Regions from separate parts of the Anas platyrhynchos genome. Here region 2 is linked to region 1. A link is a contact called in public Hi-C data. All regions are on one chromosome and are shown on one strand. The core of a region is the stretch at or near the end of the contact, and the rest is flanking DNA. Distances in the headings are between cores, read along the strand shown. Region 1 holds the start of BCL6 (BCL6 transcription repressor). Region 2 overlaps LPP (LIM domain containing preferred translocation partner in lipoma).

Evidence for each region. A called contact is a pair of places that touch in the nucleus more often than the background predicts.
Region 2: a contact with region 1 is called in a Hi-C map of subcutaneous adipose tissue, with 2.4 times the contacts expected there. The contact joins the enhancer-like site here to the promoter of BCL6 in region 1. A contact is called at or near these places in 2 of 8 Hi-C or Micro-C datasets (skeletal muscle and subcutaneous adipose tissue).

What each region holds. Positions count from the first base shown.
Region 1 is chr9:10,573,845-10,579,677 of IASCAAS_PekinDuck_T2T, forward strand. BCL6 (BCL6 transcription repressor) reads right to left here and starts at 3,674. Exons shown (of 10, transcript XM_027464090.3): 1 at 3,557-3,674.
Region 2 is chr9:10,774,092-10,779,924 of IASCAAS_PekinDuck_T2T, forward strand. The region is part of intron 2 of LPP (LIM domain containing preferred translocation partner in lipoma); the gene reads left to right. Among named protein-coding and RNA genes, the nearest start is that of LPP, 100 kb to the left of the region's middle. Within about 2 kb of position 2,295, at least 3 of the 8 cell types and tissues checked have an H3K27ac peak or open chromatin away from gene starts, as enhancers often do. A contact at or near this core is called in subcutaneous adipose tissue, where this site is marked.

The DNA of each region.
Region 1 (5,833 bases), core at 2,424-4,923:
GTGACTTTAATAAGCACTCGCTTGTTTCCAATTAGGCTCCTTAAGTAAGTTCAGCGGCATCCGGAGTTTCCTCTGCCACCTTCCTCCGAGCTAGCAAGCATTTTTTTCTTTTTTTAAAAAGCAGCGTTAATAAACATGTTCCCACTCTCCCGAGCCTCCCGGCTCAGCCCCTGGCCGGGGAGGAAGGAGCAGACCCGACACTAGATGGCACCAGTCAGCTGTGCTGCGGGACCGATTTTTTCCCCTTGGAAAATAAAACACCCCAACCAAACCTGGAAAACATATAATTTTGTCGATGTAATTCTGTTTCTCTTAAAACGCGTCTGAGCAACATTATTTTTATGAGCTTTTCCAGCCTTGTTTTTCAAAACTTAATGTTTCTGCTCGGGTTATTTTTGTCTCATCAGACAGCAGGCTTACGTCCTCCCAGGGCTGCAAATAGGGACGTCTAAAAAGTAGCATAAAGACTTTTGACAGATTTTTTTTTTTCCTCCTCCCCTCTTTAAAGCGAGATTTGTAAGAATCACTTCTCATTCCAACTTCTTCCTTCACAATAATAACTAACTAGTTAACCTCCACTTCCTCTCTGAATATTGACTCAGACAGGCAGAACTGAGGGGGATTGGAAATTGGAATTGAAATGCATCCCAAGAGATCTTTGATCTGTTTTGCCAGTCAAAATTGAATGCTCGGAGATGAAGTCTTTTCTTACTGGAACAATGTAATAATCCATTCCTCTGGAAAATTGCTAGACACCCTTTGAATATTTTAGATGGGTGGCTGATTTGTTTCATGGGGCAAAAATTGCTATCTGTAACGTAAGGTGGTTTTTTTTATTATTTTTTTTTTTTTTTGAAGCCAGCAATCCTATCGCTAGCAGGAAAATAACAGAACCTCAGGTTCTGCCTGCGTAGCTCTGCCTACAGAGGGAGAGAGGTCTGCCCTAAAATATTTTCTAAGGGATTTCGGAACTGCAGCCCCCCCACACCCAGGGGCTGCAGGTGGAAGCCTGCGTTTGTTCTTCAGGCACTTATCCTGCCGCCCTTTAAAACAACACAGCAAATATATATATATTTTAAAGCATCTAAAACCTCCGGACAGGAATCGATACGCAGCCCCGGATCGAAGCAGGGCTTGATCCCATAGCCTGCCCTGCTGACACGTCCAGCGGCGTGGGGAAGAATTCGGCCCTGGACAGCTGCGGGACCGACGGACTGAGCCCCAGCTGGCTGGCTCAGCCTCGCCTCGCACCGATCCTGCGCCTAGCCGAAGCCAGTGGAAAAAACTAAGCGAGGCAGGCTTTGTTTTTGTTGTTTCTGACCCGTGATTTTAAGCCCCGACTCGCCTCTTTCCCTGGAAATGCAACAGGGGGTCAAAGGCAGCTTTTTAGGCACATCTGAGAGGCCGCCGCTGATTTTTTTTTTTTTTCTCTTTCCTCTCTAAACAAACGCCCTGCTTTCTGTTTCCCTCCTTCCCAAGAGGCGATTTCATAACATTTCATACTGTGACTTTGCAAACTACGGGCGGGGGGGCCGGCTGGCGAGGCGGAGAGCTGGGGCCGGGGGGCGGGGGGGGGGGGGAGAGAGAGGGAAAGGGGGGGGGACACGGCCGGGAGAGGTCGCTGCCGCCCGACCACGAAAGTTTTCACAACAAAGTTGGGCTTTTTCGGTTTTGTTTTCCCTTTTTTTTTTTTTTTTTTAAAGGAGGGGGGGGGCGTAAAAATAATAATAATGAAATAATAAAAATAAAACACGCATCACCGAAAGAGCTTTCTCGCTTATTCCAAATGCTGTTTGCTGCCTTTTTTTTTTTTTGCATTTATTTTTTTTTCTTTTTTTGGAGGGGGGGGTGCGGAGGGGGGCCGGGCGCGGGGTTTGCGCGCTGTTTGCGCGCTGTTTGCGCGGCTCGCTCCAGGAATAGCGTGTGGCCGGGGGCCAGGCAGGCGCGCAGCTCCCGGCGGCAGATTTACGAGCTGCTGTCGCCGCGCCAAGTCCGCCGCGGTAGTAAACACACGGCAAAAGGGCTGCCACGGCGAAAAGGGGGGGGGGACACACAACCCGGTCGGGTTGTCGGGCTCCCCAGTACCCCGACAAGCGACCCCCTCCCCAAAGCGCACCCCATCATCCCCGAGCGGCCGGAGGATCCCCCTGTCCTCCTCCTTCTCCTCCACCGCGCTGTTTGCGGCGGCATCGCTGGAAGGGGAAGGAATAAAACCTCTCGGAGCCCCCCCCCCTGCGCGGTATTTTCAGAGCCGCTTCTCCCTCTCCCCGCACCTTCGCTGCGCCTCCCGTGCCGTCGGGGCCGGCGCGGCTCCTGCCACCGAGCCCCGGGGAGGAGGGAGGCCGGGAGGGAAGCCGAGCCTCCCCGCCGTGGCTCTTTTTCTCTCTTCCCCCCCCCTCCCCTCCCCTCCCAGCCCCACGCCGCTTCTTTTCCCCGGGCCGACAAAATGCCGCAAAGTCCGCTCCATCCCCGCCCGGCTCCTCGCCCCCCGGGGGCTTTTGACAGATCCCGGCGCGGCCCCGCTACAGGTTGCAAAAAGCCGGTAGGGAGCCGAAATGGGACACACACACACACACGGGGAAAAAGCCCCAGCTTGGACTGCGGTAAAAAAAAAAATCCTCCGAGAAGGGGGAAGGAGAAAAAAAAAATTCACCCCGAGAGAGGGCCGAGCCGCCCGGTGCCGCGCCACGACGCACAACACGCGGGGAGCAGGAGCGGAACAGCCCCCAGAAACGAAAGGACAATAGCAGCAAATAATAAAACCAACAGAACGTAAAACACCCTGCCCGAGCTCCATCCACCGAGAAACGGCCCCGAGAAAAACAACAAACCAACAAAATCAAAAGCCCGGAGCTCCCCGGCGGCCGCGCTCGCCGCCGTCCTGCGGCCGCCTGCAGGTGCAGGGGCAGCGCCGGGCCCCCCCCGGGGGACACGGGGATGGGGACATGGGGACAGCAGCGCTCAGGGGGGGGACAAAACCCCCCAGAGACCCCATGGGGACCACCGTGGGGGACCCCCCCTGCAGGAGCCGGCCCCGTTAGGGCAGCCGGGGTTGGGATTTTTTAATTATTATTATTTTTTTTTTTTCCCCTTTTTTTATTTTTCTTTTTTACTATTAAGGGTGTAAGGAGGGGGTTGGGGTGTCCCCGGGTGGATTTAATAGGGAGCGCGTTAATTAAGGACGGGGAGGCGAATTGTGATCATAAGGAGAAAATAAGGGGGGAAAAATTAAGAGGAGGGGGGAATAGGGGGGTGAAGGGGGAATAGGGGGTGGTAAAATTATTTTTTTTTTTTTGGATGGATTAAAAGTGCCGTCGGGGCACCTGCCGAGGAGAAAAAATAATAAAAGGGGAAAAAAAAAAAAAAAGGGGGGTGAAAAAAAAAAACGGGTAAGAAATTATATAGGGGCGGCTGGGAGCCAGAGCGGGGCAGGGAGGGAAAGAGGAGGGAGAGAGGAGAGAGAGAGGAGGGAAGAGAGAGAAAAAAAAAAAAAAAAAAAAAAAGAGCGAGAGAATTAAAGGGTAAAATCGGCCGCGGCAATAGAAGCAGCAATCACCTGGTCTCCGGGCTTTCCTAGAAACTCCTTGCATCACCACTTCTAAGAACCCCAGTTCTAAGAATCAACAGAGCCCAATTCTCGGAATTTGAGCTGCCGGCCCTACCACTGCGCGCGGCGCGGGGAGGGACGGGGACCTCCCCTACCGCCTCCCCGCCGCCGCCGCCGCCCCGCCGAGGAGACGACCCCCCTCCGGTGGTCCCGAATGGATCGTTCGAATCCCCCTGCGGGGTCCCGGTGGGGAGGTGGAGGCGGGGAGGGTCCCGGAGCCCCCCGTTCCCCGCCGCGGTCCCCCCCCCCGCGGTGGTCTCGCCCGGCCGCGGGGGTCACGTGGCGGCGGGCGGCGGCGTGACGTGGGGGCGCGGCGGGGTGGCGGCGAGAGCGCGCGCGCGCGCGTTCGGGCGGGCGGGCGCGGGGGAGCGCGCGCGCGCGCGCGAGCCGCGCTGGACGCTAAAGGGGGGTCCCGGGTGCGAGAGCGGGGACGGGGCTGAGCGCACGTGGACCCCCCCCTTTACCTCCCCCCCAAAAATATAACGCGGGGGGGAAGGAGGGCGTGTGAAAAAATATAGGCTTTTTTTTTTTTATTTTTACTGATAATTCATTTTTTTCATTTTTTTTTAAACTTGGTTTTTCATTTTTCCCTTTTTTTTTTTTCTTGTTTTTTTTTTTTTCATTTTTTCCCCGTTTCCCCCTTTTTCCCTGTTCCCCCCCTTTTTTCCTTTTTCTCCCCTTGTTTCCCTTTTATCCCCTTTATTTCTTCTTTTTTTTCCTCCTTTTTTCCCCTTTTCTCCCCTTTTTTCCCTTTTTCTCCTTCCCCCCCCTTTTTCCCTTTTCCTCCTTTTCCCCCTTTTTTTCCCTACTTTCCCCCCTTTTTTCCCTTTTCCCTCCTTTTTTTCTCCTTTTCCCTTCTATCCTTTTTTTTGTGTGTGTGTGTGGGGGACAACTTTCTCATGCCAGCAATCAACCCTCCCCCCCTTTAAAAAAAGAAAAGAAAAAAGAAAAAGCCTGGATCCTGCAGCACTGCACTGGAATTTTGCATTTTTCATTATTTTTCCTTCCGTTGCCTCTTTTTTTTTTTTTTTTTTTGCTCATTTTTTACAAACACATCCACGCTCGGCTCACAGCCTCAGATGGGATTTACTCTTGGGGCCAGAAGCTTTTTCCTGAAAGCCCCCCCCACACCCCCACGCGCTTCTTTTTCTCTTTTTTATTTTATTTTATTTTTTTTTTTTTGCATTTTTATTTTTTCGGCTTTGCTCCTTGACGCTGGGATTCTCGAGGAGGAGAGGAGGCAAAAAAAAAAAAAAAAAAAAGGATGACGATGTCAATTTTTTTTTTTTTTTCCCTTATTATTTTCCTTTATTTTCAGACGCTTTCGCTCTTTTCCTTCCCAGGACTCCCGAGCGGTGGGTTAATTCTCTGTAGCTCTTGTGCTCCTTATTGCAGCCCAGCCTGTAAGTGCTCACATCCTCGCGTTCCTCCGCTGCTCCGCGAATCTCTGCTGGGGTTCAAAACGCCGGCGGCTCCTCCTGACAAGCTTGGGCTGCCCGGGGTTTTTCTCCGGGCACTTTTTCCCCCTTCCTATTGCCGGGTGTAAAGTGGGGAGGGCGAAGGCCTGCGCTGGCCCTTGCGGGGAGGCGGTGGGGATAAGGCGAAGACTTCTGCAAACCCTTCTTCCAGTTGGGTTCTGCAGGGCGAGGACGGAGGGGGGGTGGGAGGGGGCCGCCACCCGAGCGTTGCTCCGGTCCCGTATGTAAATGTATCGCCCTGTATGTAAATCTGTAGAGATTTATACTTCTCCAGCCTCGAGCCTTGCGTATTTATTTCGAGCGACCGTGCCGGCGCTGGGGCCTGCGGCTTGGGTTTGTCTCGGGGGGGGGTGCATCAGCACATCGCCAACCCGCTGTGCCGTTTGCCCCAACACTTTTTCGGCTGTGGGCTGCCCGGTGTGGCCGAGCAAGGGGAGGGCACGCTCCGGGCCGGGCTGCCTTTCCCATTGCAATTAATAGAAATTTGTTTATGAGAATAACCACCACGGGTCACGGTGCCCTCGCTCCTCCGCTAATACAGTCGCTCCGAGCTACTGATTCAGTCACCGCCGAGCCCCACGAAACGGGTGCCTTTGCTGGGAAGTTCCTGCGTGCCGGGTGCTGCCTTTATTTGGGTTTTGCAGCCGGGCTCGGGAGCCGAAATGCTCGGTGCCTGCTCTAAAGTCAGGGAGTGGAAGGGTGGTGGTGGTGGTGGTGGTTGGGGGGGGGGAATAAGAAGAAAGCCGTT
Region 2 (5,833 bases), core at 1,045-3,544, 200 kb after region 1:
ATTCGTCCTTTTCCTAGCACAACTTCCCACTGGCTTTGTATTCTGTTCGCTTCAAGATGCTTAAGCCTGCTTTTTCCCCACTTTAAACTCCCGGTTGTTTAAAGCCAAGCCGACACAGGCAGCCTCGTCACAGCTTTACCCTGGATCTGCTCCAAACGATAGCAGCCGAGCCCCTCACTTCAGAGCAAGAGGGGACAAATCCTCGGCTGCTGGAGATCGGCATTGCATCAATTTTGAGACAAGTCTGTCCGAGGAGATGCTTAAACTCTTGCTGCTTCCTTGTCCTATTTGTGTTTCCCCCAACCCGACCGGGATCCTGGTGCGTGCCATCCCATCGCTGTCCTCTTGCTCTCCAGGAACGTGTCCAGCACACCCGGTATTCACCTCTTGAGGAAGGACTGGACAACCGGAGCCCTCCTCGGCCAGGCTCTTTGAGCAGCCACACTGCTAATCCTCCCCACCTCTCCTCCCTCCTCCTCCGGCTGCTCCGGCAGCGCTGGTGGCTCCTGAGAAGTTGCAGGCGCATTTGGCACCGCCTGCGAGACCTTTCCCTTTCTGTCTTTAACCCCGCAGCATTTGGACAGTGGGAGCGCCGTGCCAGCGGGGTGCCTGCCTGGGTGCAGGAGGTGACATCCTGCAGGGATGGGTGGCAGTGGCTCGTGGTGGCCTCGCAGGGCACCGCCGGGTGGCTGCCCAAAGGGGGAAGGGGGCTGTGGGGCAGCGGGGGAGGAAGCCTTCACTCTTGCTCCTCGCGGCACGCAACTTTGTTTTGCTAATCGTTCCAGCCCACAGGAATTTCGTGTTTTGCTGATTTTTGGTGCTGGTGGTTCTTTTTCTTTCCATCTCTCTCTCTTTTTTTTTTCTTTCTTTTCTTTTAATTGTTGGAGCTGGTTTTAATCCCTGACCATAATAAAGCCGCACTGTTAACACAAGCAGCGGGGTAGCTGGAATCACAGCTGTACTACAAGCTCTGCTTTTAATTTCAGGCTGTTATTAATGAAGCTAGAAACCTTCCCCTCCCCCAGAGGAGCTTCAGCTGTGTGTCTTCATCCAAGAGCCTCCACTGGGTGCTTCTGAGCATCCTTGGCTCCATTTGAATATAGCAGGCTGCAGGTAAACCATTATGGATTTTGATGTAATAAATCCATGAGCAGCAGAACTGGGTGAAGAGGTTCCTGGCTGCTGCCCAGCCCCTTCCCCGGTGCAGGGAACTCAGCACGGGACAGATATTTTGGATGGTGAGGGTGTCCTGCCCTCTAAATGTGTTTGGAGAGGGACTGAAAGCGCTGGGATCATCCTCCTCAAAGCACAGAGTGAAAAGTTTGTAAGCAGAGGTGTGGGAAGGCAGCCTTGGTCGGTCTGTGCTCCTTGTCCCGACACGCAGGCGTGTGATAGTCAAAACGGAAAGATGAGAATTTTGAAACGAGTGAGAAAAACAAAGCAAACAACAACAAACCCAAACCAAGCAGCTCCGTCACCTAACCTTTAATTTTCTGTGGGGCTTTTTGAGGCCGGTGATGTAAGATCCAAAGGTGGCCTGGATGCTTTTGTGCACGTAAAGAATAACTTCAGTGCTAATGACCAAAAGAAGAAAATAAAATTGGAAAGAATATTGAACCTCCTGCCTCAGGACTTAGTCTTGTATCTTTTGGGCACTGGAATAAGACAGTATTTGTTCTGCACACCTGCCTGTTAGGGGGGTTTTGCATCATCCTTCAAGGCATCGAGAAGCAGCCAGGATCAAAGATGAGACACGGGGGGAAATGGGCCAAGCTGCTGATTTCTCCAAGGTTTTCCCATCTTCTTCCTGGCCAGTCCTAGCGTGGCTTCGCTGGGCCCAGCATGGCCCTGTCTCTGCAGTTGTTGTCACTGCTTTCCTCTGCAAGGTTAAATGAGAGCTCTTCTGATTCTGACACGTGCTGAGAACTGGGAGTTGGTGCAGACTCTTCCTGGGTATTTGGGACCCAAGATTTCCTGCCTTCGGAGGTGGAGTGGCTCTGTCTTTGCCTTTCTGCTTCTGCAAAATCCTGAGTGCCCCCAGGAATAGTCGGTTGATTACCGAGGAAGCAGCAATGGCAAAAAGGTTTTATTTTTTTACACTGTAATATTTTAATTGCATCCTGGATACGGAAATCCCAGTCTGTTGCTGAAGCTGCTGCAGTGGACTTTAACTTGGAGGCTGTCAGGACTTGAGAAAAACTCCCAGCAATTTGCATCTCTAATGCACAGCCCCACGCTCCTGTTTCCAAGCCGTGTGCGTTACAGAGGACGAGTTTCTCTGTGCTGAGGTCACGTAACCCTCCCAGCCCCAGCTGCGTGTGCCGAAGGCCAGGCTGCCTTTTATTTCCAGCACAGATACAACTGAAGTGCTGCTAGCCTGGGAACCAGCCCTTTAGGATTGTAGCCACAATAGTTCCTAGCTTTTAAGTCAGCACCCCCCTTCCCAACAATATAATTAAGAAAATTACTGCTCGTGCATGTGCACATGTGCACGCATCTTCACAGCGAACCCGTGCTAGGCTGGTGTGGTTCAGCTTTCCTCCTCTTTGTGTCCTGCGTGTCAGCAGCGTGATGTTTGAGGCTGACACCCCGCCGTGTGTGCACTAGCCTTTTTCCTAGATGGATCGATGGGGTTTCCAGTAAAGACAAACAAAGTCGGAAGCGGGGAGGCGTTGAGCACGCAGCGCTGCCCCCTCCCAGCCCAGCCGGCTGTGCTCAGCTCCTTATAGGGCAAAAAAAAGGAACAGGAAAAGGGAGCGCAGCGTGAATACCAGACATACAATGCATTCCTTGCAACTGCACTCTTGGAATTTGCTTTTCCCCAGAAAGTGAGCCCTCTGCACATCCATTGAGTCACTCTGTACTGTTCAGCAGGGCCAGCATCGAGCTGGCTCCAGGGAACAGTGACTGTCTTGTGTAAGTGCATTTCTCCTCTGCGAGGGGCTTTCTTTCTTTTTTATTTATTTATTACTTTTTTTTGGTGGGGGACAGAGCAGGGAAAAGGACTGGAACGAGGAAGGGGAAAGGAGCCAGGTTGTCCTGAAACTGGCTCTGACTCCTGGCAAGCTGCGAGCAGGTAGACTCCAATTGCATTTATTTTCTTGTCCTGGTTGTCCAAAAAAATCAATCTTGATTCATCATTAGCCTCCGCCTTTAAATTATATTTTCCCTGAATAGCATCTTCCAGTCAGTGGTAGGCAGAGGATAGATCAGGGAATCGATCCTGGGACTTCATTCATAACCTGGCTTCGCCCTGCGGTACCGGACAGCTGCTCTGGGGCTGTGCTGCGACCCCAGCCCTCAAGGTATGAAGCACCAGCCCTGCACACATTAACCAAGGCTCCTGATTTCTCCAGACATGCCTGGGGTTCGGAAGCGTTGGTTTCTTCGCCTGGGTTTTGCATCCTCTCGTGAGTGTGAATGAGGAAGGTCAGGCCAGTCCATCACCTCCCCGCCTTGCCACTGACTCAGCGTGTGCGCAGACAGCTCCTCGCCGAGCCACCACCGCAGGTGCTGTGGTTTCCTAGATTGTTTGGAAGGCAAATTGGGGATGGGAAGCCACAGCGGAGTGAATCACAGCTCTGCCTGTGGCCGTGCTAGCAGACTCCTCTAGCCAGCCCCACATGCACTCACTCGGTGAGAGCTTTCCCCAGACCACGGATGCGACCCCTGCATCCTTGTGCACCTTCCCACGGATGCTTCTTGCATCTCGTGGGGCCAAGCAGGTGGAGAACCGGGCGAGTGTCGCTTAGCCAGCAGGTGTTTCTGGTCAGGGAAAGAACAGCCTCACGACTGAGTCATGTTTTATTGCCTCGGGCTCAGGCTGCCTGGAAAGCAGCCCGCTGTTGTCTCTTCGCAGGCCTCGTGGAGGTGATGCTGCTGCTTCGTTTCACGTGCTCCTTTCATCTGACTCGGGCACCGTGCTTTCCCGGCTAGAGGATGGGCTGTGACAGTGCTCGGCAGAGGCAATCTGCGGAGCTTTGTGAGGAGCCCATCTGTTTCTGTGCCTGACATCTGGGTTATTCCATGTTACTTGCCTTCATGCTTTCCTGTAAAACCAAGCACGTTATTAGGACCCGAAATAGTAGCTCCTCTGGGCCATGTTGTAATAGGAGGGTGTTTCATGATGACAAGTTCCAGCGCTGCATGAAGGCAAAGCTCTTTTATATATGCAAGAAAATAGCAACAAGCTGCTGGCAGGTCATGCGTGGCTCAGCTCTTTGAACTTGTACATTACCGAGTGTGTGCTGTCTCTGTTCTCAGAGACTGTGCTCTGCAACAAGCACTGTAAATTATCCGGCGAGGATAATAGGGGAGTTTGTGATGGTAGAAGAAAGAGGAATGAATGGCAAATTTATGCTAATGAAAACATCTGTTGAGTATTCTTGCCACTCTTCCCTCATCCATCCCCACACACATCCGGAGGTTGTTTAAAGCCAGGTGGAGTAAAGAGACTTCATGTTTTTTCCCCTCAGCGCGTACCCAGGGCTCTTGCAAACGTGTAGCTATGGGTGCAAAGCAGAAACATTTGGAGTAGAACTGACAGGTGTCATTTTTTGGCTCTGCCCCACATGTAAGTGCATCCTTGAGCGCTTTGCCATACCTGGGACTTTTCTCCAGTGTCCCCAGGGGTTGGTTTGCTTGCAGAGGGCTTTCAGATGCTGTAGGTAACCTGACCTGTGTGCATGGCTATGGAGCATCGTGACTTTTGTGGCTGCTGCAGGGCCACAGCCTTTCCTTGCTGCTTCCATTTCTGCTAAATTTGAAAGGGAATAATCTCCCCGGCTTGTGTTTCTAAAGCAATAACACATTGGAACTGGTAGAGCAGGAGAACCGGGCAGGCAACTGGTAAATATTTCCGTAAGTGTTGTGATGTTTTGCTTTCCAGAATGTTTTCTTCTTGCTGGAAAAAATAAAAAATATAAAAAAATATTCAATAAACACAAAGCAGGCAACATGTTTGCACCTTCTAAGTGCAGGGGAATGCTGAGCTTCTGTTGCTTTTTACTTATTTATATTTTTTTGTGGTACTGCCGTAAGGTGCCTTACCAGAAGTAGGGGCCGTCATTATTAGAGAATCCTGTAAAACAGCTGCAATAATTGCACAATGTTCTCTGTCGCTATCAGTTTTATAATTATTCATAGATGTTTTTTTAAAAGCCATGAGGGACTGTCTCAGCACACATCATTGATTTTGCTAATAAAATCCTGTATTTTAATGGTACCTTGCATTGGAAAAACATCAGCTGCTCCATAAAATTAAGACTCATAGTACCGTAGGATGGGAATATTTCCTGTTGTCTTGATGGAAGGGATTGATCGAGATGGATTTATTTGGTCGCTTAACAGCTTCTGGTGCAAAAGCAGGTACCTCAGCTCCTCTGCTCCAGCCCCTCCGAGCAGGGGTTTGGAGCTCAGCGTCTGCCCCCGACGTGCCGGTGTCCTGCCCCGGGACCAGCTGCGATGCAGCAGGATGCTGTGGGGCTGCAGGAGCAAAGCCACTTCCCTGCCAGCTCTGGGCTGCTCTGCTGCTCTGGGTCGTTTTGCCAAATGCCACCCTGCCCCCGAATCTCTCTCTCCCTGTAAGGCAGCGGTAGGTGTTGAACTCGCAGTCAAAAAGTCACCGCTGAGCCGAAGCTCCAGGCCGGCGTGCTGCAATTAGCGGGCTTGAGCACGTCCTTAGTTCAGCAGGCAGAAGTCAGGAGGTGACACGAGCGTGTGTTTTATTGTATTTATTTATTTAGGGAGCGTGCGCGCGTTGTATTTCAGGGAATGTTTCGCTGTCAGGTTCACGGAGCTGAATCAGATTTAGTCTTACAGGAACCAGCCCAGT